Regions from separate parts of the Mus musculus genome. Here regions 2, 3 and 4 are each linked to region 1. Evidence: chromatin contacts called from public ChIA-PET and HiChIP or PLAC-seq data. All regions are on one chromosome and are shown on one strand. Each heading gives the region's core, a stretch centred on a gene start, on an enhancer-like site or on the middle of the called end of the contact. The rest is flanking DNA. Distances are from core to core; before and after follow the strand shown.

What was found. ChIA-PET counts read pairs in DNA pulled down with a chosen protein or histone mark. HiChIP or PLAC-seq counts read pairs in DNA pulled down with a chosen protein or histone mark.
Region 2: an RNA polymerase II ChIA-PET map of memory CD8 T cells shows a contact between it and region 1, with 18 read pairs. The contact joins two enhancer-like sites. A contact is called at or near these places in 1 of 115 datasets of contacts at active chromatin or transcription factors (memory CD8 T cells) and 1 of 9 other capture datasets (embryonic stem cells).
Region 3: an H3K27ac HiChIP or PLAC-seq map of double positive thymocytes shows a contact between it and region 1, with 8 times the contacts expected there. The contact joins two enhancer-like sites. A contact is called at or near these places in 4 of 484 Hi-C or Micro-C datasets (CD4 T cells, nephron progenitors and palatal mesenchyme) and 5 of 115 datasets of contacts at active chromatin or transcription factors (acute myeloid leukemia, craniofacial prominence, double positive thymocytes and 2 more).
Region 4: a contact with region 1 is called in an RNA polymerase II ChIA-PET map of memory CD8 T cells, with 18 read pairs. The contact joins two enhancer-like sites. A contact is called at or near these places in 2 of 484 Hi-C or Micro-C datasets (CD4 T cells and CD8 T cells) and 3 of 115 datasets of contacts at active chromatin or transcription factors (double positive thymocytes, embryonic stem cells and memory CD8 T cells).

The regions. Positions count from the first base shown.
Region 1 is chr16:93,573,267-93,576,045 of GRCm38.p6, reverse strand. No RefSeq gene overlaps it. Among named protein-coding and RNA genes, the nearest start is that of Setd4, 29 kb to the left of the region's middle. Within about 2 kb of position 1,360, at least 54 of the 459 cell types and tissues checked have an H3K27ac peak or open chromatin away from gene starts, as enhancers often do. A contact at or near this core is called in CD8 T cells, double positive thymocytes and memory CD8 T cells, where this site is marked.
Region 2 is chr16:92,785,599-92,788,298 of GRCm38.p6, reverse strand. All of the region lies in intron 2 of Runx1 (runt related transcription factor 1), which reads left to right. Among named protein-coding and RNA genes, the nearest start is that of Gm30281, 25 kb to the right of the region's middle. Within about 2 kb of position 1,323, at least 78 of the 459 cell types and tissues checked have an H3K27ac peak or open chromatin away from gene starts, as enhancers often do. A contact at or near this core is called in memory CD8 T cells, where this site is marked.
Region 3 is chr16:92,714,467-92,717,166 of GRCm38.p6, reverse strand. All of the region lies in intron 2 of Runx1 (runt related transcription factor 1), which reads left to right. Among named protein-coding and RNA genes, the nearest start is that of Gm30281, 46 kb to the left of the region's middle. Within about 2 kb of position 1,411, at least 92 of the 459 cell types and tissues checked have an H3K27ac peak or open chromatin away from gene starts, as enhancers often do. A contact at or near this core is called in double positive thymocytes, where this site is marked.
Region 4 is chr16:92,639,977-92,642,676 of GRCm38.p6, reverse strand. The region is part of intron 6 of Runx1 (runt related transcription factor 1); the gene reads left to right. Among named protein-coding and RNA genes, the nearest start is that of Gm30224, 45 kb to the right of the region's middle. Within about 2 kb of position 1,361, at least 32 of the 459 cell types and tissues checked have an H3K27ac peak or open chromatin away from gene starts, as enhancers often do. A contact at or near this core is called in CD8 T cells and memory CD8 T cells, where this site is marked.

The DNA of each region.
Region 1 (2,779 bases), core at 111-2,610:
TACCTCATCCACTGTCAGGTCACTGCCCATCCCAGAGGGACATCAGGGCTGAACTGCTTGCTATTCACAAAGCCTTGCTTCCAAACTGGAAACGCACTGACACCCAAGGACACACAGCAGGACACAGGGAGGCAAGCTGTTTGCTGGCTTATGCTCTGCTAACTTCCCTGTACACACAGAACTACCTGCCTGGGGACAGTACAGCTCACGGTGGCCCGGACCTTTCTACACCAATTAATAACCCTGACAGTCTGCACAGGTCAGTCTGATCTAGGCAGTGCCTCAATCCCTGCTTTCCTCTCAGATGACTGTAAACTGTGTCAAGTCAGCAGTGAATGGTAACTAAGTCAACAGCACACCTATTGGTGCAATGTTTACGTTGGACTAAGCTTTAAATAGTAAAGATTTAAAGCACACATATGTGTGGGCGATTTGCAAATTGTTTGCCATTTTGTGAGAGGGCCTTGGTATCCACAAGGGAATCCAAGGATGCTAGATACCTGTCTTCTGGGTTGGTCTGTGTGACCATCAGTAATCCATTCATACTGTGGCACCCCTAAAGGGGGTAGCTCTGCTTAGAGGACTCCGGGTGGTGACAGTTTTTGTCTCTTCACTGGGGAGCATAACTGATCTCAAATATCAAATATGGCTTCTGGACCACCAACCACCCTACCGTATGGGAAGTTGGGCTGCAGCTTCACGGACTGCCCAACACAACACTTGGAGTTTTACCTCCATTTGCTCACGGGGAAGGCCATTCTTTGCCCAAATCCCCTGACTGGGAGGAGACAACACAGGCTTCTTGTTCATCCAGCCTTTCCCTGGCTGCTCTCTGATGCCCCTCAGCGACTGTGGTCAAGTCTTTGAGAGTGAGAGGCAGGGACGGTGGTGAGAACATCGGGTGTGGGGCTGGCTTTGTCTTTGTTCTGTCTGTCTGTAGGTACCGGGGCTTCTGGGAAGGAGTGAGCAGGGGAGGGAGGGCCAGACGAACTCACCCTGAACACTGTTGGGCCTTTTCTTTCTCTGGGCTTTGGTTCATTCTTCAAGTCCTGACATGCCCATGGCTTGTGTACAGTGGCAAGGGGAGCTGGCAGCAGCTGCAGGCGTGCTGGCTGGCCAACCTCATGGTATTGTTTTTGACTATTATCTCATGTGCAGAATGACAGCGACCAGGGCTTGGTGGCCCTCTTTGTTTATGTACATCTTTTTGCTTTGGGAAAGGGGAAGAAAGAACTGGCTCCCTTTAAGAGACATGAACACCGACAAACAAAAGTCAGCTAAGAAGCCCAGATCACACGGGGCCTGTCCTGGGCAGGAAGTGGGGCCTCAGCGTGAGCGTGTACGTTACAGTAAGTTCTCAGCAGACTGAAAACCCTTTCATCACGTTCTGCCCCCCCCACCCCCACACACGATTTGACTTCATCAGCGACATCACTCAAGCACAAATGGTATTCGTCAGGGGTAATCGGCCAACCCCGGAGGCTGTGTTCAAGGTTGCTCGGATGGGACATCTCAAAGCAGTTGTCCGAGTTGAAAGAAAACATTACATTTGATCTCCCTTGAATATGATTTCTGCAGACACTGTGTGCTTCTGCCTTCTTTAGCCCTCTCACCCGTCTCTACCTGGGGGGGTGGGGGGGGGGTGGGGCTGCAGGAAATAGCAGTTCGCAGTTAATTTTACAGTATGTCTGCAGAAACCAGGGCAATGAACAGCCATCCGAGACGTGACCAAGGTTTATTTTCATTAGCCGGCTAATGAACCCGAACAGGTGTGCAGGTTGTTAAATGTTGAGTGACGATCTCTCGCTTCACACATGTCTATGAGGATATTTGTTCTCTTGGATGAGATGGGTATAAGGACTGTGGCAGCCATTCATGAGATGGGGTAATGCCTGCACACGGTCTCCTCTGTACGCTCCTCACTTCTCGGATGCAGGGCATCCAGGATACAGCCAGCCAGGGAGACTCATCCAATGTAACAGAGAAAAATGTGACTCTGCTGGTTTGTGTGTGTGTGTGTGTGTGTGTGTGTGTGTGTGTTTCCGAGTTGAAACAGGGTAGAATCATTTTGGAAGAGGAACCTTCATTGAAGAGTTGGCTCCATCAGATTGACCTATAGGCAAGTTTGTGGAGTGTTTTCTCAATAAATGATAGATGTGGGAGCCCAGGCCACTGTGAGCAGTGCCACTCCTGAGTAAACCAGGGGAGTAGTTCAGTAGTTAGCGTTCCTCTGCGGCTTCTGCTTCAGCTTCTGCTTGAGTTCATGCCCACCTCCCATTGACCATGGCTGTCAGTTGGAAGGTGAAATGAGCCCTTTCCTCCTCAAGTTGCCTGTGTTCGTGGACAGGGACTGAGGCTACTAGGTGAGTGGGGACTTGGTCCTTGAAACCTGTGGTTACATGATTGAAATCTGTGGTCACATGATTAAAACCTGTGGTCACATGATCCATTGGATGGAGAATTTCTTCTGCCCAGGCCCAGAGTACGGTTCAAGTCACAGACCTGAGGTGGAAGTTCACACAAGCAGTGTAAATGTGTCTTCCTCCATATCCTAGGCTTGCGTGTGGGTGCTTATGTGCACATGTGCTTATGTGCACATGTGCTTATGTGCATGTGTGTTTATGTGTATGAGTGTTTATGTGCATGGGTTTGTGTGTGTGTGTGTTTATGTGTATGGGTGTTTGTATGTGGAGGGGTGTTTATGTGGGTGTTTATATGCAAGGGTATTTGTGTGTGTGTTTTGTGTATGGGCGTTTGTGTGTGTTAATGTGTATGGGTA
Region 2 (2,700 bases), core at 74-2,573, 790 kb after region 1:
GTGACAATTCACCGTCCAGCACGGCTGTGCTCCCCAGGGCACTACAAAATTCCCCTCGTATTCGCTTGCTTTATTGCAAAAGGGCAAGGTGCAGATATATTTATCTCCTCCGTGTGCATTTAGTAAGTTGTTATCTTGAGGATTGTCTATGTGCTTATTATGTGTTCTGTCCTGGTAATGTGGCAGTGACCAAAGATGGCGATCCTCAATGGTGAGAAATACATCAAGTGAGCCAGCCTCACCTACTCAGTAAGGTCCAGGCCGTGAGAGACCCTGTCTAGGAAAAAGAAAAACAACCACAACAGAGCACTATCAAACACTATCTGAGGTATGTTTCCCCACCTCCTACCTCCACACACATCTGCACATATATGTGTGCACACATATACATACACACACACACACACACACACACACACTCATGGAGAGAGTGAGAGAGAGAAAGAGAGATTCCATTGGGATTTCAGTAAGTACTACATTCAATCTGTAGATTGCTTGATTGTCCTCTCAATGGCATGGATCACAGTCTCTCAAAAGCATGGATCACAGTCTCTCAATGTCATGGAGCACAGTCTCTCGATGGCATGGAGCACAGTCTCTCAATGTCATGGAGCACAGTCTCTCAAAGTCATGGAGCACAGTCTCTCAATGGCATGGAGCACAGTCTCTCAATGGCATGGAGCACAGTCTCTCAAAGTCATGGAGCACAGTCTCTCAATGGCATGGAGCACAGTCTCTCAATGGCATGGAGGACAGTCTCTCAATGGCATGGAGCACAGTCTCTCAGTGGTTTTGTCTTTCCATTCATTTAGGTCTTTAATTTCCAGGCTGTGCTTTGTAATCTTCAGTCCTGGCAACTTTTGCTCTGTAGTTATTTTCCTAAGGACTTGGCTTTCTACATTTCTAGCTCCTCTTAGGTGTCTCCACCCAGGAAATCTCTTGCTTTCGTTTGAGTGACAGTTATGGAGCCCTCTGCCTACGAGGGAGTCAGCACACCCTAAATCAGCAGCCTCCCTGCAAGCCTCTCCTGCCCCAGCAGCATGGCGCTGTCCTTGTTCAGAGCCACTGAAGTCTTCTGGAAATTTCCACTTCACTTCAGCCTGGTGGTTCCTCTTTCTGTGGAATGGTATCAGTGACCAGTTACTAAGAAAGTTCAGGGGACAGAAAGAGTAGGGCTTCAGATGGAGGAAGAACAGGAGGGAAGGGAGGGAAGGGAGGGAAGGGAGGGGAGGGAGAGGAGGGAGGGGAGGGAGGTGGGCAACCCTCGAGCTCAGTCTTGATTTCATGTGCTTCCTCTGGGGCGAAGGAAAGAAACCATGTGTGGTCACAAAACCCTGTACCGAAACAGAGTCCCTCCTCTTTCATCTGTCACCACATGCTAAACACTGCAGTGTGTGTGTGTGTGTGTGTGTGTGTGTGTGTGTGTGTGTGTGTGTGTGTGTGAGAGAGAGAGAGAGAGAGAGAGAGAGAGAGAGAGAGAGAGAGATTGAGGAGATCAGAACATATGTGTTCCTTTTAACTCCTACCAGATCTTGAGATCAGTCAGTCAGAGAGAGCATTCTGGAAGGAACCGTCGAGGAGGGCACTTGGTGAATAACAGCTGAGACTCAGGAAGCACAGGTCTCCAGGGTCAAACCCCCCAACCCATTCCCACTCAGATGTGGGTGCTCCCCAACCTCACTGTATCTCGGTTTTGTTGACCATAAAACAGATAGTAACACTTGCGAGACAGACACTAAGTGGAAAGCATTATGTGATCTTTGGAGAAAAGGCAGACTGTTAACATATGCTAACAATGTGTTATTCTGGGCCAGGCCCGGAGCCACAGCCACCAGAGTAGCTTGGGAAACATCTGCCAGGAACACACAGAGCACTCCAGCCTCCAAAACCATCTCTGGGTCCAACTGGCAGGAGATAAAGGCCCTCTCTGCCCAGCTGTGCCCTGTTCGCCCTCAGGCCTGAATTCTGGGACCCCTATGCTGACCTGTAACTTACCCACTTACCATGCACCCCTCTGCTTAGTGAAAGAGAGCTTTGGAGGCTGGCCTCTTTGAGGCAAGGGGTTCTATTCTGGGACATCCACTTAGGGGCAGTGCTTATGGTGGATAGGCCAGGGTGGGACAGGGACATCCACTCTGGGGCTGTGCTTACCGTGTATGTGTTGGGGTGAGGCAGTTTGTGGTTTGTTTAGGACAGAAGACAACCAGAGCTGACTAAGTGGATGAGGCTCTCTGGCTCTCCCTCACTCTCCAAATTTGAGGCATCTGGTGCTCAAAGCCTAAAAAAGATCTCCCAAAAGGAGGAAGATGAGTGTGGCAGGGGAAAGGTGGGAGGGAGCCAAGATCCACAGGGACAGCTCCTCTTATCTCCGACTGTCCTGTCATGCTCTCTAGACATGGCGGCTTTCTGAGGAGGCCCACAAGGGCTTTCTTAGGGAAATAAGGTTGATCTCTGTGGTCCCCACTTGAGTCAAATTGGCTTCTCTTCATCCTTTCTCAAACTTTCTGGTGTCCGTAAATTCTTTGAAGAGGAAGGAAATTAGGGAAGCCAAGATATTCACAGAAAAAAAGTTCAGCCCTTTCCTGATGGGCCCAGCCGAGATGTGATAGCTATCCTCAAAGCATAAATCCTGAAGGGTAGACATTTAGATACAGTAGCTAGGGAAACACGTGCATCGTGAGAGAGAGAGGGAGAAAGTGA
Region 3 (2,700 bases), core at 162-2,661, 860 kb after region 1:
TTCTCCTCCTCCCCCTCCACCTCTCCCCTCTCTTCTTTCTCTCTCTCTCATCCTCTGTGCATGTGTGTGTGCCTCTGTGTGTGTGTGTGTGTGTGTGTGTGTGTGTGATGAGGAGGAGGGGGAATAAGGAGAAGAGGAAAGCGGGGGGGGGGGGACATAATGGCAGAGATCATTTGATGAAAGGCCTCATCTCAGTCTCATTATCAGGCTGCCTTTTCCATAGCTGCCAATGGTGAGTAATCGTACCTCTCAGAAGGACAGCCTGCTGAGAGATTGGAGGACAAGAGATTGGAGGACAAACCCAAGGAAGAACGGGGACTCTGGGGCAGGGACTCCCTTCTGAAATTCCCTCCAGGTCTGTAACTAGAGCTTTCCCTTTCTTCTTCTTCCCTCCCCTCCCTCTCCTTCCCCCTCCCTCTCATCTCCTTCCTTCCCCTCTTTTCCCCTTCTCTCTCCTCCTTCCTCCCATACCTCTCTCTGATATTGGGAGCATCGCAGGGGCCTCTGTGCCAGCATAGGGAGGGGCCTCATCCTCTTCATCTGTCCCCACCTCCCCGCCTTTCTATATTGATTTGCAGAGTAGAATTTGATAAAAGAATGAGAGAGAGACGGAGAGACAGAAAGAAACAGAGACAAAGAGAGATGAGAGAGAGGGGGAGAAAAGTAGACAAAAAAAGAAGGAACAAGACAAAAAAAACGAAGGAACAAGATTCTAAAGGTGTCTGGAACCTTTCAAAAGCCTCGTGCTGTTTGCCTGTTAAGAAGATACAAGTAACACAAGCCAGCATGAATCCCATTCAAGGGCTGATACTTGGTTTCAGAGAGTCCTGATCTAAATGAGGTCAAAGTGGGTCTTATGCAGGGCCTGTCATTCTGTGCACACTGCGAGTCAGGCTGAGCTCAACCACCTGCTCTGGGGCCTTGAGAAAGATCCAAGGCAAGGTGTCCAGGAAAACAAAATGCATAAGATGTCTACATAGAGCAATCTACTGCCCCAGATAAGAAACATCTTCCTCTGTTTTCATGTGCCCGTGTGCATGTGCAAACACACATGCCTGTGCTCATGTGTGTACACGTACACACACAAGCACGCACAAACACAAGCCCATGCACACAAACACACACACCCAAAAGACCTGCTCTAGCAGAGAGATCCGTGGCTCGGTTCCTCTTTCTTTAGAATTCCAGATAAGCCTTTACATCTCCTCAATCATTGCTCCCATTTGATAAATTCGCCAAAGTTCAAAGGCTGAGTGTGACTGGGGGCATTTGGAGAGGAATGATAAAACTGTGTCTGATAAACACAAAAAGCTTCATCAATATAGATCTACAAATTGGGAGCGTGGGGCTCCCTCAGGCAGTGAAGCTGTTATCTCCAGGGCGAGCCCCAGAAGATAGCTGAGGGAGCGGGAGGCATTATCTGCCTTCACAAGAGGAGCAGCACCTCCCCCACTGCTGTCTGCAAAGCCCAGGAAACACCTTGCAGGGGGTTGATGCAAGACTGCCATCCCCGCCCCAGCGACAGTTGGAATAGTGTTGTAACACAACATTGAGCAACACCTCCGCTGTAGCAGCCACTCTGTCCTAAGACACTTCTCCTGAGGAAAGACAAAGATATTTCGGGTGTCGTTGTTGTTGTTGTTGTTGTTGTTGTTGTCGCCTTTGTTTCAGCTTAGGTCATTAAAGAAAAAAAATCCCCCCTTCCACCCTGCTACTTAAAAAATAAATGTCCCTGAAGTTGGACATTTTGTCCAGGAAGATGGCCTCTTTGTTCCTCAGTCCAACGTGGCCTCGTTGAGTAAGTCTTCCTTTTTTGCTTTTAACTATTAAAGTCAAGAAATAAGAAAAAAAAATCAAGAAATAAAAAAATCAAGGAAAAAAAAAAACTCAGTTAGATCCTGAGAGACTGTTAATGCCAGCCCCTTTCCATCTCACTGTACCATAGCTTGAGAATTCCAGAGAAATCTTCATTTGTGTTTTTCCAGAGATCAGGTTGTCGGTTCCTGGGACTTTTGGGAACTGGATTTAAACTTGTGGATTGCTCTCGGGAAAGGACTTTGAAAGAGAAGAGACCCACTGGAGCTTTCCAGGAGTAATTTCTAAATTTCTTCTAGAGAAAATTTCACAAGACCCTCCTGATTTTAGGGAAGTTACAAAATGGCCAATGGAAGAGGCACAGGGCTAGAGCGGAGGGTGAGACAGCCTTCTCAGAGGGAGGGTCCCAGGCCTGCGAGATGGGCAAGCTGAGAGAAGTCAGCTTGTTTCTAGGAGCCCACTTGCTCTCTGAAAAGTACACAAATTATAGTACGTGTCTGTCTGGAGGAAAATGCTTAGCAGCATCTACCACAGAAAGGTAGCCACTGGAGCAACCCTGTTCTCTCACTTACTTCAGAATTGTCCTTTTGTGAGTGACCAGCTCCAGCATCTCGGAGTGCTCCAGCATCTCAGAGTTCTCCAGCATCTCAGAGTTCTCCAGCATCTCAGAGTGCTCCTACATCTCAGAGTACTCCAGTATCTCAGGGAACTCCAGCATCTCAGAGTATTCCTGCATCTCAGAATGCTCCAGCATCTCAGAGTGCTCCAGCATCTCAGAGTGCTCCAGCATCTCAGAGTGCTCCAGCATCTCAGAGTGCTCCTGCATCTCAGAGTGCTCCTGCATCTCAGAGTGCTCCAGCATCTCAGAGTGCTCCAGCATCTCAG
Region 4 (2,700 bases), core at 112-2,611, 930 kb after region 1:
CAGCGCCTCTCTTTTATATGAACAGACACAAAAATTAGGCTTTCTTCCTAGGTATGTTTAGAAAAAGGCCACACCAAAATCCTTAGGTGTTTTTGTGTGTGTGTGTGTGTGTGTGTGTGTGTGTGTGTGTGTAATAGTGACGAATAATCACTCAAAATACCCACACTAATTTTCCAAGGTCCCACAGTGCAGCTCGGTGGTGAATTGAGGCAAATGACACACTTTAGGTGAGATGGATGGACTGTGGGAGAAGGAGATATCCAAGGACATTTCTCTGCCTTCTGTTTACTCTCACTTAAGTTCACACACGTTTTCTCCGGGATCCCATGTCTAAAACCCAAAGAAAAGGCTGTTCTCTTGCCCTCTCCTGGCTGCCCCGAGCGCCCGTGAGCTGAGAAGGAGGCTGGTCTTTTACTTACAGTCAAACCAAAACTGGTAAGCGTCTTTAAAGCCAGTGCCAAACCATGCAGGAGCAAATTCAGATGGTTGCCTCTGCCTGCCTCATGAACCCGGACTGCTTCAGTTTGCCGTCTTACATACCTCGTCCCTAGAAACTGCAGAGGGTGGGTGGGCTCAAGGGAGCCCTGGGCCTTTGGAACCACCCACCTGTGCACAGAGGCATGGTCATGGACAGGTGGCTGCGCATCGGTGACTCTCCAGAACACTGCACTTGCTCTTAGAGTGTCCTAGGGGCTTGGTTGGTACTCTGAGAAGATGTGTGGACTATATTGTGGATTTTTTTTCCTCTCCAGTATATAAATTTGATAAGCAGGGATTTACTGGCCTCCAGGCAGACACGCGGTTTCAAACCCCATTGAAGATACTGCATATAAAACCAATTTCTCTTTCTTGTGTTCTCTCTCCCACCTTCTGGGTTTCTCTCCTCTCTTCTTTCTTCCTTCTCCCTTCTCCGGCTCTTCTCTGGTATCTCTTCTTATAAGAAAGTGCTATTTTATACAAATCTAGTTTTGAGTGAACTCCTGATTTTTTTTCACCCTTGAAATGTAAACATTAACAGGGATAGTGTAACAGGCAAGTTCTTCACATTGTTCCTGGCGTTGCGGGCAGTTACTGCCTGGTCCTAGCCGTAGAGCACACGTGCCTACTTAAGGTGGGAATTTAAGCGATGCACCATGGGACTGTGGCTCTCTGAAATGGCAGTCACAGTTTTAAGAAAACTATCCCAGAAGTAGCCAGGGCGGTGTCCCCTGGACACCACAGAGACACAGGAATGATTGTCAGCTTTAGAGGTGACAGTCACTGCAGGGGAGCGTCTGTGGAGCAGCAGAAGACTGCAGGCTGGAGCCACCCCTTGGCTCTGCCAGCAGAGGATCATGGGTATAGAATATCACATTTCCTTATCTTACCAAATAGACACCTCGAGTGATCTGCACTGGGGTTCAGATGGAGAGGGAAGACAGTTACCATGCCACCAAACCACTGTTTTGTTTGTTGAGGTTTTAACTTTAAAACAGCCGAGGTTAATTTCGACTTCCTATTTGAGCAAGTCTTTGAGTGGAATAGAAAGCTGTTTTGTCATGGCTGCCTGTTTACGCAAGTCAGGACACCATTGTTAAGTCCTGCCAAATTTCAGGGCTTTTCTCCGTTCCTTTTACAGCAGGAGTAGAGCAGATTACAGAGTTCTGGGGTAGCCGGGCCTGGTCCCTCACACCTCCCTTTTAGGAATGGCTCCAAGCAACACACATGGGTCATTTTAGGTCTTGGGCTCTGATTTCCCTGGGAACCATCATGAAGGTGTCCTGACTTCTGCCTGGGGGAGGGGGGGAGATGCAGATAAGGTGTAAAGATGCTGATTCCGAAATCCTTCAGACCAAATAAGTACTCTAAGCCTCTTGCTGTAAAGTTTAACTTTCCTTGGATTCGTTGTGATGAAGCTGAGCTTAGACTTCGAGGTCTACACTGTTCTTTTTGCTCGGTAATCTCTGGTGTGACTTCTAGACAGAAACACAGTCTCCCCAACTTCTTCCAGCTTTGTTACGGGGTGGATATGAAGTCAAATCCAGACCTCTCTGAAGGCACAGGCAGGAAGGTGGTGTGGAAGGACACACTTGTGCTCCTGGCTCAGGGACTGGTGTGCTACTGGGCCGACAGGCATGGAGAGGAGTTGGGCTAGCCACTTGTGTAGAAGATGTGGACTGAATGTGTTTGGTTGTAATTGGAGGTTGATGCTGCTGTCGACGTTGATAATAACATCAGACTGTGTGCTGGATGTCTTGCTAAGTCATGTTTCGGGGCATTTTATTTTTAAAGATGGGTAGAAAAGAAAGCCAATCAGAATACTGAAATTCTGAGCATGCCCTAAGGGGGATCATGGGGTAAGGGGACTTCCAGCAACTCTTTCTTGGGGTAATCCCACACACATTTATGAGTCTCTCTCCTGTGGCCTTTTATAACTAAAGCCTTCTTCCCAAGTACCATGAGATCAGCCTAGATGAGAGCAGATGCCCCCATCTGAAGCTCCACGTGACCGAGGAAGGCCACGTGCTCTCAGGTGGCCCCCAGATTTCCAGTTTTCTAATGGATTGTCTTAGGCTCCTTCCAAGTCCCTTTGAAAAAGTTATATTCGCTACTGTCTGTGAGGTTCTTAGAGGTAGGGTTACCATGTCAGGGCAATTCCCTCCACCCTCAGAATGTACGAAGGGAAGGAAGCATTTCCACCTTCCAGAGTAAGGAGCAAAC